3 separate regions of the Zea mays genome follow, and all the other regions are linked to region 1. A link is a contact called in public Hi-C data. All regions are on one chromosome and are shown on one strand. Each heading gives the region's core, a stretch centred on a gene start, on an enhancer-like site or on the middle of the called end of the contact. The rest is flanking DNA. Distances are from core to core; before and after follow the strand shown. Region 1 holds the start of LOC103651075. Region 2 holds the start of LOC100381807 (Calcium uniporter protein 5 mitochondrial). Region 3 holds the start of LOC100281104 (GTP binding protein).

What was found. Hi-C and Micro-C count contacts between places; a contact is called where the count stands out from the background.
Region 2: a Hi-C map of leaf mesophyll shows a contact between it and region 1, with 2.5 times the contacts expected there. The contact joins the promoter of LOC100381807 here to the promoter of LOC103651075 in region 1. A contact is called at or near these places in 2 of 25 Hi-C or Micro-C datasets (bundle sheath and leaf mesophyll).
Region 3: a contact with region 1 is called in a Hi-C map of leaf mesophyll, with 2.3 times the contacts expected there. The contact joins the promoter of LOC100281104 here to the promoter of LOC103651075 in region 1. A contact is called at or near these places in 9 of 25 Hi-C or Micro-C datasets (bundle sheath, ear, endosperm and 4 more) and 1 of 3 datasets of contacts at active chromatin or transcription factors (seedling).

Annotation. Positions count from the first base shown.
Region 1 is chr3:190,845,564-190,849,996 of Zm-B73-REFERENCE-NAM-5.0, forward strand. It overlaps LOC103651075, which reads right to left and starts at 1,869. Exons shown (of 11, transcript NM_001326545.1): 1 at 1,586-1,869; 2 at 588-864; 3 at 287-366. The coding sequence starts at 782.
Region 2 is chr3:191,057,057-191,061,489 of Zm-B73-REFERENCE-NAM-5.0, forward strand. LOC100381807 (Calcium uniporter protein 5 mitochondrial) reads left to right here and starts at 2,004. Exons shown (of 2, transcript NM_001174603.1): 1 at 2,004-2,593. The coding sequence starts at 2,195. LOC100279422 (TRAM LAG1 and CLN8 (TLC) lipid-sensing domain containing protein) reads left to right here. Exons shown (of 9, transcript XM_008676673.3): 8 at 246-305; 9 at 818-1,191. The coding sequence ends at 970.
Region 3 is chr3:191,017,556-191,021,988 of Zm-B73-REFERENCE-NAM-5.0, forward strand. LOC100281104 (GTP binding protein) reads right to left here and starts at 2,668. Exons shown (of 1, transcript NM_001154023.2): 1 at 1,694-2,668. The coding sequence starts at 2,494. The coding sequence ends at 1,856.

The sequences.
Region 1 (4,433 bases), core at 619-3,118:
AAACTAATTTGTTCCATATGGAACCTAATTACTCAAAGATTGATCCAAATAGAAAGATAAACAATAGCACACCAATCAAGTGTGGTCAGTAATATAATATTTGTAGGATGTATTACTTATAGAGGGTCAGCAGCATATACAAATAGATGATTAGCTGAAAACAACATCTCGGTCAATAACTCACACATCAAAAAATCAAGAGCAAATATAGCACGCTTGGATGAAGCATAACACTAGGTTTATAATAACAAAACTGAAGTACGATAACAATCAAAATTATCTTTACCATTGTATCATCTTCTCGATAGTGATTGCTCTACCCAATTGGGAAAATATAAGGCATGGAAGCAGAAGGGAAAACACAAGCTGCAACAAACAGTGAAAATGTTATATCTAATTTGATACAGCGAGAAAACAAATGAGACAATCAACTCCTCTACTGCTTCACATATTCCTACTTTAAACAAAATCCAAGATGGGTAATCATCTTGACTTAATAAAATAATTCCTCAATAGAAAAACAATTGTCCATTACACAACCTTCCATTAGCTAGCACTTATTAGTTATTACAAGAGACAAAGCTCACCCCATTGAGAAGCTTGCGGCCGTTGGGCTGGAGAATGTTGACGTACTTGGAGGCCATAAGGAACCCCATGAAGCAGACAGTGAACACCTTGGCGATGGGCAGCACGGCGTACTTGAGCATGCTCAGCACTGACGTCCCCTCGGTCCCTCCTTGCGCCGCCGTGGCCAGCACCTCCAGCAGCGATCTCTCCATCATGGCTTGACCCAGACCTGACTACTGAAGCCTTCTTTTCCTTGCCTCAGAACCCAGTGAGGCAGTGACCCACGCAACAAGGACTCTGCCATTAAGCATGACTTAGAAGGCAAAAATATAGAGACGACATCAGGAAAATTCTGGAGCTGCTTTTGGCGTTGGTTGTTCAGGGGCAACCGAGCTGGAAGAAAGCTCGTCGTTCGCGCAAAGGGCGTCAAGAGGAACGCGCAGAGCCCAGCTCACCGGATTCGCGTAACACAATACGGCAGGCAGCTTCCTCCATAGCGGGATGCTTGGCAATAACAAACTTCTTGTTTGACGAAAACAGACGCATGGACAGACCAATGAAATCAGAAAGAGAAATTATGACTAACTAGATTCCAACCAAGTCGACTCCTACGCCCCTAGAAAAAAATGACGACACCGAGACCTCCTAGCACTCCACTGCTCCAGGGTTCCAAATTCGCATGGTCGCAGGATCCAATTCCCCCTGCTGCCGAGCTGCGTAGGAATCCTGCTGCGGCCCATTCGATTCGTCACGCACACGGCACATCCATATCAACAGCTTCAAAACCGATTAGCTAAACCACTCCGCGGAAGGTTAGAAGCAACCGAGCTCAGAATCCCGCCGCCACATATCACCATCGACATAAAAAAAAACAGAGAGCAAACAAAACAAGGAGTCGCAACTCGCGAATCGCTCAATGCGAGCTAGAGCGATCGCGGACGACGCCACGCCACCCGCGAATCCATAACCGCGCCAAGCGAGAGGCGGACTGGCCCGACAAGCGAAGAACTCAACTCACCGCGAGGCTGCCGAATCGAGGTGACCCGGTGCGCGTGTGGGGTGAGAATCGTGAGATGGGAGCCGAGCCCCGAGCTCTCCACCGAGTAACCAGTGATGGACCCCTCCCGTGACGGCCCGAACCACCGGCCGGGATGAAGGCGGATGGAGGAGGCTTTGATCCGAGGTCAGGCGAGGGCCTCCTTGGCGTGGCGGCCGGGATGGATCGCGCAGAGCTAGGTGGGAATGTGGGATCTGGGCGTTCGATGGAAATGACGAGACGAGTCGCGGCTCGCGAGACGATGCCGGGTCGGTTGGACTGGACTAGATAATACACGCGCATTTTATATCCGTTTTGGAATCCGTAGCAGGGGGGGAGGAGAGGAGGTCAGGGGCACGAGGAATTGCGGGCGTGCCGTCCTGGGCTGTACGCCCAGCCTCGCTGCTCCGTCCTGACTGCTGCCTGTGCACTGTGGTCGATTAGCTGCCGGGCGGCTTGCCATGTGGCCGGCGGCGTTTGGTCCCCCCCTCCCCATCCAGCTCGCTTTGCTCTAGCTCGGCAAGGCTAACCTTGCCAGCAGCTGGGTTGCTAGCATTAGAAATGGTTGACACAACAGAGTCGAGAAAGTGAACAGACAAACCAAACATATCTTCTCTATACATCAGAAACTCATATTAGTGGCGTATTTTGTTTTAGATTTTTTGCATGCATGTTTTTACTATATCTTGGAATGTCTTATACATGTTTAAGTTTTGCATAATCCATTATCTAAAGTATAAAAATAGACATAGACAAAAGAGTCTCCATATATAAAAATAATAATAAAAGCGTCAAAGGAGGTTGTAGAGAATCCCGTTAGAGACTATAAATAAGAAAACCTTCTCTATATTTAGGTTAGAGAACCATGCAGAGAAAGTCGTTAGATTAGTAGTCGTAGTCTATCTCCAGCCTATCATCGTGTGCGAATGCAAATAGACCAGCAGAGGAGAGACAAAAATGTGAATTTAGGGTACGGAGAATGTGAGCGCATATTTTTCACGTCATCATCCCATTGAGGTGTGAGCCCCTCTCCAACAATTTTCCCTATACTTATCCCTTATTTGTAATTTTTAATATATTTTACTTCCTCCCCTAAAAAATTCTCACCTTACATATAATTCGTCTCTAACAATTCTTCACTGTACAACTCCCCATAATGCCCTATACACTAGAACTTAGATAATTAATACATATTTATCATTTCCCATTTTTTTTAAATATCATATAATATTTATAGTATCGTAATACATATCGTTATAATGTCATGGAGCTTAATTAGGGTTAAAACATGTTAATTACGATACTATAATGTCATGGAGCCAAGATCCAGGCTTCAGCCACAGGCCTCTGAACCTGCGCGCGAGTCGTACCTTTCATGTAGCAAGATGTCAAGTTCCCTTTGTTCTGTTTGAGTGATTGGAAGAGGATCTATCTCTTTCTATTGGGCGGGCGGCTAGAATGGAGAATCTCGGTTAAGCGATGCTTTGACAGCTGTAAGCGGTTTCCTGTATCTGGGCTCTGGCTTTGTTTATTTAAAAAGACTGAGGATATTAGCCCACCTAAAACTCTACTATCAGAAAAAAGAGATAAGCGTTGTGGGCTACTGTCACTGTAACCCTTGCTATGTGTGCAAACGACGATGGTAGGCGCGTTCGTGTCTCCATCAGATGGCGTAGCCACCACGACGTTTCTTTCTTGTTTCACTCGTTCAGAGGTATAGTAGCCATCATCACGAATTGAACAAACCCATCCGGACTCCCAGTAACAGTAACGCCTGATCGGGACGGCAGAATGATGGCGACGACTCGTCATTTTGGGGCAGAATTGGCCGACACTTAATTAATTCTCATCTAGTACCAGCGTAGCAAGCTCATAGTGACATTAATTAGTCTGTCCACCTCGGGAAGTTCTTACCAAGTACAGTACAGTATATATGCAACTCGCACCAGTCACCATCATACTCGGTCCTCTCCGGCGCACTTCAATTCGTTCTCTCGCGTGAAGCGATCCATCCTGATTCCTAATGACCTGATCAGCTGATTGTTATGTTATCTTAAGGCACACGCCATGGCTTGTTTGGCGCAGTATGATGTGTAGTGAACTGAACAGGTGTACAAAAGTCCAGATGGTTAGGCCGATACGTTGTTTCCGAAACGGACTGAAAAAAAACAGAGCCGCTGTACGCCTGTACCTGTACTGTACGTACGTCGGCTCCTCCTCAGCTCAGGTGAGGCGTACGCCAGTTACCAGCCGCTGCTGTCAAGGGCCGGACAGGGCAAAGCAGCGACAGACAGAAGCCGGGCCGAAAAGCACTCGAGATTTTCCCCCGGAGCCGGAGATGGGGTGACTCGTGGCACTGGCCGGCGCGGCCAAGGCAAGCGTCCGCGTGCGTGCGGCCAAGGCGTCGCCGTCGCCGCACGCAAGCGCCCAGGAAAGCAGCGAGCGAGTCACGGCGTGCGCGTGCCCGGCCGGCCACCTCCGATTTGGTGCCGCGAATTTCCTTTTGCCGGTGTCAGCGTCAGCGCCGCTCGGTCACCTGCATGCTGATGGAAGCAAGGCAAGCACCGCACAGATTTTACTCGATCACTCCCGGTGCGCGTATAGAGAGAGTATCAGCGGGCTCGTCTGACGACTTCTGCAGAGAGTTAACGAGGCATGAAACATGCACGCGGCTCTGTTTGGGACAAGAAGGAAGTGGTGAGTAATGCAGCCTACTACTGACTTCAGGAAGGCGGACAGGTACCCGTGGGGTGGGTGGGTGGGGGACACAGCATCAGCTTTCTCGTTCTAACTAGAAAAAAGAAAAGGACGAGTTTCATGTGATATGATA
Region 2 (4,433 bases), core at 754-3,253, 210 kb after region 1:
GTAGGCACTTGGTGGCGTCTAGCGCAGCCGACTTTTGAGGTGTTTCTTGATATATGTGGGAGAAGTTTCTTCCTGATGCAATGCCGTGGGGACAGTTTCCCCTGGTATTCGAGTTCTTTTTTTGAATTAACCATAAGTATTTGGATGCCGCTTCTCAGTTTTCAAATATACCCTAAACATTCTCTTTAAGTGACCCGTTTGCTCTGATGGATAGTTTTGATTAACTTGTCTTTCGTCTGATACAGATTGCTCGGATAATCTTATTCATATATATGTTCACCCATATGTATTTTCATCTTGATCAGGTATGGGTATTTGAATTTTCCACCCCGAGAGGTACTACCAGTTAGCCTGGGCATCTGTGGAAATCCATTGACTTCTGACAATGTATATTTTTAGAATAAGATCCACAGTGTTTTTTTTCTGTTAACATTAAAGGTAGTTCATCAATGTTCCGCAAAAAAATAATGTAGAAATTGTGAAACACTGAATGAAGCTAATAAACTATCAAAAGTTATGGTTGTTTCAGCGCTTTATGATTATGGTATTTTGCAGCTGAAAAAACTGGCAGCTACAGAATTATTTGTACATAAGGTTTCATCATTAAAACGGCTTGCCACAGAAAACATATCTTGCTGTAGCGGCATGGCTGCACGCAACTGCTGGAAAAAAATATATGACATCTTGTGTTATGCTGCTACGGTGCTTCTGCAGCAGCATGAAGTTTTTTTTCTTCTTGTTAAAATAGGTTTTGGTGCACTCATGAATTCATGAAGTGTGATCGTTTTCTATTGCCGTTGCCACCCTTGTTTCCCAGGCGAGATCCATCTTCAGCTTAGGGTTCTACAGCTTGGTGGCAGTGCCGTCGGTGGTTGCGGTGATGAACGTATTTTGGTTCTGGAAGATACTCAAGGGGATGGTGAAAACCCTTTCTAGGAGGAAGCACAGCGAAAATGGGAGAACAGATTAGAAGGAATGAAGGAAGGATGCTACTGAACTGTACACATGTTCATCTCAACGCACTTACGGCACTCGCATTCATTTCTCACACAGATGTAATTATCTTGTCTTGCCGTCAAAGATTCAAAGTCGGAATCCCGCAACTCTTAAATTGTTGCAACAGTGCCACATGCACCGTTACTGAATATATATTGGCCACTGTCAGTGTCAGCGTGCTCGCTTGGGAGCTGATTACACGCGCAAATTTTGAGATGCTGGTCGGCAATGTTGGGCTGCTCGGGACGTTCACGTGCTGTCGCGTGAGAAATGGACGCAAACAAATGACCCATTAGTTTCGATCGCCTGTTAATTATAATTGACAAAACAAATATGAAGATATTAAGGGCGTGTTTGGCTCATATCCGCAGCACACTACAACCAACCACATGTAGAAAAAATGGCAGGCAGCTGGTCAGTCAGTGTCCAGTGGGTTTCTGCTTTCTAGTTCGAGCTGAGCAATGGGGTACTGGGGCGGGCGTGCAGCAGTAAAACCTTTCGCTTTTGGGGTAGATGGGCAGTGCATCTGCCATTCTGCCTCATCCCTTGGGCGCGTCGCATGAGCCATCAGGTTGGTTTGTTCGTGGTGCGCGCCCACCGCGTTCACGGCGTGTTGATAAAACTTGATATCGACATCGGGCGCGGTGGGCTGAAGCTGAAAGGAACATGTTCTTCCCTTCTCCACGAAGAAGAAAAAAAAACAACGCAAACTGGTATGATTTTGTTACGCACACACTAACTAAAACAATTACCTCTTTTCATTAGCTGATGAAATAGCTTTTATGTTCCAAAAAAAACTTTGCACAACAGGCAGCTGGATCTTTCGAGAAACAAAATTTTGAATAGGCGTGTGGATAAATTTTTAACGCGGCGTAAAATATCAAGCAGCTGCCGGGAAACCAACTAGAGCCAGAAGCCATGGCGGACGAGAAAGGAAAGAGAGTCCCACCTCTTTCAAAAATACCCCCACCCCTAACACACACACACGTCCTCCCTGTCCCGGGTTCTCCTCCCGTCTTCGCCGCCCTTGCCTCCCCTCAAGGCCCAAGCTCTCTCCATAGTTCCCGCCCCCTCCCTCCTCCTTTGATCACCTCCTCCCCCATATCCCTCCTTCCACCCACTGACCCACCAGGCTACCACACGCAGCATCAGAAAAAGAAAAATAGCAGGGAGAGGTCGACAGGCACCGACACGACCCATGTCGTCAATGTGGCGCGTTTCCCGCCGCCTCCTCCGCGCCGCCGCCTCGGCCTCTACCTCGGCGATCGGGCGCGGCGCCGAGCCCCGCCGGTGGGTCCCGCCGCCGTTCGCGCTGCAGCGCTGCGGCCACGCGTCGCTTCCGGACGCGGCGAGGAGGGACGGGGAGGAGGAGGTGACGGCGGCGGAGGCGAGGCGGCTGATGCGGCTGACCAACGTGGATGCGCTCAAGCGGCGGCTCGGGGACGGGGAGGTGATCCCGTACGCGGACCTGCTGCGCGCGTGCCAGGACTCCGGCGCGGCCCGGACGCGCGCCGAGGCCGCGGCGCTCGCGGGCGCGCTCGACGAGGCCGGCGTCGTCCTGCTCTTCCGCGACAGGGTCTACCTCCAGCCCGACAAGGTCAGCTCGCATTGCCGTTGCCGCCCTCTCCTTCCCCCACACCTTAATACCTTATCCCTCCCTGATCCCCCTGTAGAATCGCCGCGTTCGACGCTCGGCTTCTCCGGGCGGTAACTCATTGGGGGCTTCCGGGTTTTGATTTTTAAGCTGCGTTCTATCCGGCTCGCTCGCCGCCGGCGACTCCGTTCGTTAGTGCGTCGATTGTTCTCTCATACTGTCAGGTATGAGTATGACCGGGTCCATACCGGTGGCGCCGGATATCTTATTATAGCGTAGCCTGTATTTGAGCCAGCCAGGATGCAGCATCTGCTGTTTGGTTGCTCGTATGTGTGTGCATTTGGCGGGCCGCGGGCCGATGAACAGCGTTTGGTTGTCTGTTTGCGCTCACTTGCACTGTGGGACGCAATGCAACAGGAGCCAGGCTCTTGAGAAACGGATTTCATTTTCGTTTCAGCTTTGTCGAAGCGAGCCACGCTCTCGATAAACGGATTTTAGTTTTGTTTCTCGTGAACCAACTTTGGTCAGGCTCACCTGAAGAACAAACCAGTCACGCTATTAGGGAATGCGATATAACCAAGCAAGGCATGGGGCTTGGGGATTTTATTTGATGAATTAGAGAATTTTGTTCGGCAAAATTTTGTGTCACTAAAGCACCGTTCACACGGCTCAGCGGCTGGACGGCTAATATGGGGGCGTTTGGTTCGCTTCCCAGGCGAGCCTGGCTCGCACTAGCTCAGCCAGGCTACAACTGGCCTGGCTGAGTGTATACAGTAGAGTGTGTTTGGTTGTCTGCATGCGTTTAGTCTGGTTCATGAGAGATGCTGTTTGGTTGGTTGCATGAATACTTGTTGCTTGAGTTAAAAAATTATTAAATAAATAAAAAATGTATTAATAGACACTAATTATATGTTAATAGACACTAATTATATGTTAATCTTAATTATGTATTTTTTTGTTTGAAATATATATAGCATGACTGGTCTTGTTTTGTTCGCAAAAATGTGTAGAACACAGATCTGAAAACGGTTCGGTAATTAAATCTTTTAATTGAAAGATATAATCGGAAAACAAACAAAAAAGTGTCTCGATTTGCGTGCACGAATTAACAGCCGCTTAAGCGCCTGCGCGCTCAACCCTGCACGCGCGCGAACGCCCGCGCGAGGCGTTTCATGCGAGCCAGGCCCGAACTGCTTTAAGTCTCGTGCTGGCCTGTCTCGATGTATACGGTCAACCAAACGAACGCTGTTTTTTGCACGCACAGATGCAGCTGCATCTCCTGAGAAGAGAACCAAACGCGCCCTATAAGTACAGATCCGTGCAACACTGCAAGCATTAGGTTCCAGACTGTGAGTTGTGACCCACGGGCCGCGGGGTTTGCCCACCTTTCCGCAAGTGCAAGCGATGGTCCAGGGTTACATCGCCTACGGGTTACACATATGGTCCATAGATCCAGTCTAGAATTGCAAATATTCATTGTGCACTTCGTGCGACCTTCCCAACTTACTACTGATCGGGACTGGCCTTTGAAACCGTCGTGAGATCGTAGCCGTACTGTTTAGACCAGTAGCAATCCACTTGCCGGTGGCGCTTTCTGGAGGGAAAGGCGATCGGTATGCCGTATGCTGTATGCATGTAGACTGGTGGTGGCTCACGGCGTGCTCCTCTCGGCTGCCCACGCGGTCACGCCGGCAGCACCAGTGGAAAAGTCATCCGGTTTTCTTCCATCGGAGGAATCCATTCGCTTGTAAAGCATCTGATTGGTGCCTCTTTTTTTTCCTACTTTGATCTGTCCTCTCGTACACGATGAGTCATTGGCTCATTGCACTGGAGAGGCCATTGC
Region 3 (4,433 bases), core at 1,418-3,917, 170 kb after region 1:
TGTTAATTGGTTCAAATGGAAACCCAACGGGTACGTGGGCATGGGTCTGTTCTTCCACTACCCATACCCGCAAACCCATGGGTTTTTAAAACCCGCCTTAAAATCAACATTCCTTATAAATATGTCTCATAATATTATTAATTGAATATGTTCTAATTGAAATAAACTTCATGTAACAAATTTTAGGCTAAAATTAGTTATCACTTGTTCCTTTTATGCTAGCTTATTAATGTATTGATTATCATTTACATGATGAATTATTTTTTATGTTGATGTTAGTGGGTATGGGAAACCCATTGGGTACCCGAAACCCGCATGAGTATGGGTTTGGGCAAAATTTTATACCCGTCATGGGTATGGGTTTTTTAGCGGGCGTATTTTTTCTTCGCGAGTACGGATTTGGGGAAGTAATACCCAGCGGGTTTTTACCCATTGCCATCTCTACCTGCAACGCTGTACGTACTAATGCAGGACTTCTGTTAGAGCTGGGCAGGGATGCTCCTGTTCTTGCTCGTCTCTGGTAATTGGTGACTTTTGGTCGTAGTCGTTTCTCGAAACTTCCAGGGAGTCTTTCGGTTGTTGAAAATCGAGAAGGTGTCAGAAAAATATACTCCAACAGGTCTCTCAGCTTTTGGGCTTTCGGCTTCGGCCTGGCCTGCTAGCACATATGATTACTTGGGCTTACCTTGGAAAGAATAGTTTGTTGGGCCTAGTGTTGCTGGGTTCTGAAATGTGTAGGCGACACCTGGCCTCGTCCTCGTGCTTTGTTGTGTGCTCACGAGATTTCTGAAGCCTTTTTACACAACCGTGCGTTGCATGTGTAATGTGTTTTATACACACAAACAAGCACTGTGTCACTGTGTGTTGCATATTATTGCATCGGCTATCGAGACCGGCGTAGCGTGCACTGATGGGCCTATCTCAGCTTGTCAAATTCTTATGGTGTAACATGTGTCATTTAGATCTAATTAATTCGTCGATTTGATACGGGTACACGGTAACTTCTTCATAATTAGTCTGTAAATCTGTTGAACGAACACTTCCCTTACTCAAGCTAACCTGCGCCGTGGACACTGCTATATGCATGCAATGCAAGAATCGTGAGAAGATTCATCGCACAAACTACATGTAAACACAAAACGCCGACGATCAGCTACAGGATGCGTACCTGTGTATCTTTCGGCGCTCGGCTCTATCATGGAGCTGGACTGAATGACCACCTGGTATATCTGGAAAGCAGCGAGGCACCAGCCTGCCTGTCTCTACTCTCTAGTAGCAGGAGGATGGCAGTGGCAGGGTCCCGGGCGAGAAACGACTCGATTGTCCTATCTGGGCAACCCGCATGCAAAAGCGACCAAAATCGTTGCTCCAAGCGTGAAATTCGACATGTCCATGTTTGATGTTTACTACCAGAGTAGAAGCCGACGCAGGAAGCTGTGTCAGTGTTGCTTTTGGCTTCGACAACCTGACGTGCCCAAAAATAGCACTCGAGTGGATCAAGACGCAGGGATCAAACAAGGTGTGCTAAAACAAGTACATAAAGGACAAAATTTCGCCTTCAGAAATCGGACAGTAGTACATAACGTTCCTCGAGGTATTTACAACTCTGTCCCTCTTGTGCCAAACGAAGAGAATCGAGAGGGAATTCATAATTTCTTTTTTTAAAAAAAAAAACTCAATTGGGAGCAGGGTATTTTGGGAGTAAGCACGCAAGAACAGGAATTGCTTTCATGCCAATAAACGATGCCCAGGCAGATCGAGTCATCAGCATCTCCAGTGATAATTCACAACCCCAAGTCCAGGGGCAAAAAAACCTATCTAAACTGAATTTGAACACAAGAAAGAAAACATGAATCTATGGCGAGGACCAGCTCCTGAGGAGCGACGGCCTCCCAAACAGCTGGTCGAGCGCCACGACCACGGCCATGGCGAGCGACACGTCGACCCCCGGCTGCACCACGAGGCGGAACACGTCCGAGCCGACCGCCTCCTTGGGCTGCACCTCCGCGACGGCGCGGCGCTGGTGGGCGTCGTACACCACGCAGCGGCGGCGCGCGTAGGACCCCTCCACCTCGTACGCGGGCAACGCGGCGGCCCCAGCTGCGGCGGGCACGGCGGCGCACGGCGTGACGCGCGCCACCGACTTCCCGCCGCCGCCGCCGCGCTTGACGGCGTACGCGGGCCGCCGCGTCTCCTCGCCCGCGTAGATGAGCCACTGCTCGCCGGACAGGCTGAGGCGCCTGCGGCGCACGGTGAAGGCCGGGCGGCCGGCGGGGTCCATGAGCACGACCTCGGCCTCGGCGTCGTAGCTGTCGGCGCGGTACGCCAGGTCGCCCCTGGCGTCGAACACCGTGTACCCCCGGCAGTTGAACAGCAGCGACTTGCGCCACACCGTCAGCGACGTCTCCTCGCCCTCGCCGCCCGCCGCCGCTGCGGCGGCTCCCTCAGCCGGCGACGACGACGACAGCAGCACGTTGGGGTGGACCTTCGCCATGCGTCGTCTATCGAAACTCTTGGGTCCCCGAGATCGAGCGGATCGTCAGCCTGGGGCGAGCTCGATGGACTCCCCCTCCCAGTCCCAGCTGGTCGTTGCTAGGTAGCAGTCAGGCTTGGCTAGCGAGGCAGCTATAGACAGGTCTTGTTGGCTGCTTAATTTGAGGCTGGTAGTGGTAGGGGAGGTGGTGGGGAGGTCTGTATATATACAGGGGCAAGCGAACAAACAAGGCATGTTGCCCCCCCTAATAACGTGTGTGGGGCACGGTGACGACATGGGATGCCGGTGAAGCTCGGCTCGCTCATAACGGCAAAGCAGCCCGGGGCGGGCGGTGTAATCTCGGTAGGCCACGAGCAACAGTGCAGCTTAAAAACGACGAGACATCAAAAGGATTATATAGATAGATATTTCGATCCCTGTGGACGACGCGAGCATATCAGTTCTAAACAGTTCGATCCACCGAAACAGACTAAAAATCCGTAGAGCTGAGCCAATTGCCTGCCATGCCAAACGTTTCTTGCGTGCTAAATGTGGTGGATTACGTGAACGAAGGGCTTTTATTTATTTTTGTTTGCTTCGGTTTGCAGTTTATATGTTTATCTCGGAAGATAATTAATGCACGCGATTACGCACAGAAACGTGGACGCGTTACCGGCTCGACTTGGACGCAAACTATTCATTATGCCCGGCAGATTGCTGCTAGGGTCGTCGCGCCGTAGTAGAAATTGCTAACAAATTAATTGGGCGGGACAGGGCTGGGTGGACACGCGGCGGCAGACCAAGCTTTGGGCGGGTAGAATTTAGCTGGAACCGTACCGCGAGAAGGGGACGTACGCGTACGCCCTCCTTGACCGGGGCTGGTCGGCCAAATTTTATTGCAAATGTGTTAAGTATATGTTTGTAGTAGATTGATCTGAAATTTAGCATAGCAGCACGTTGCTTAGTAATCTGGATAAGCGCCGCGGCTATATATGATGAAGCGCATGCATGCATGCGATTATCCAGAGCTCTCTGGGCAGTCAGCAGTGGATCCGAAGTGGCCACGGTGTGTTACCATATATGTCTGGTGATGGATCCAGTGTGGTATGATTATTAAAGACGAACCGAGACGAGGAATACCGAACATTTGTTCGGCTGCATTCGATCGAGACGTCGTCGCTGACCATCTTACTACTAGCTAGCTTGCTTAGCTTATCAGTGCAGAGCATCAGCTAGCCTACAAATACGTGGGCATGCAGGTCTATAGTTCAATATTACTACGCGTGCAGTGGGAACTAGCGATTAATAAAATTGTTCTAGCTAGCTCGACTAATAAGTTCGGATATAGATCCACCTGCGCGTACGCCATTGGTTGCATTGGCTTGAGTTCGTGAGATAAACTAGTAGCTTGGTTAGGCTTCATTGCCATAGTACAGATTACAATTAGAAACCCTTTGTCGTTAGGCTGGTAGGAGGTGCAAACGACAAGGCTAAGCTTACGTGATCAGAACATGTCCACAGCTAGCGCCACGTACTAAACTACACTTTGAAGCCGAGCTGAGTGATTGGAGGATGGAGGACGACTGTTTGTCTGATCATGCATGCATATGATACAAATCAAACTCAGAAGATTATCGTTTTAATTTCAGTCAACAAGACCACGTCCGAACCCGGGCCGGGACTAGGTTACGGTATCCTATTCTACGATATCTTCCTCTACACCTGGCTAGCTCTAGCTCCACCAGAACCTGTGGTTTACATTACTCCCCCAGATCTGACGTGCAGCGGACGAATTTGGAGTTTTCTTATGTCGTTATACTGCCCTTCATTGTTGGCCTCACGATTTGGGATATCGTATTCTTTTCGTCTGTTTTTTTTTCTACGTGACACTACTTTACATTATTATGTGCCCGACGTAGAAATTTATTTTGAGATCGATTGATAGCTCATTTCATTCTAT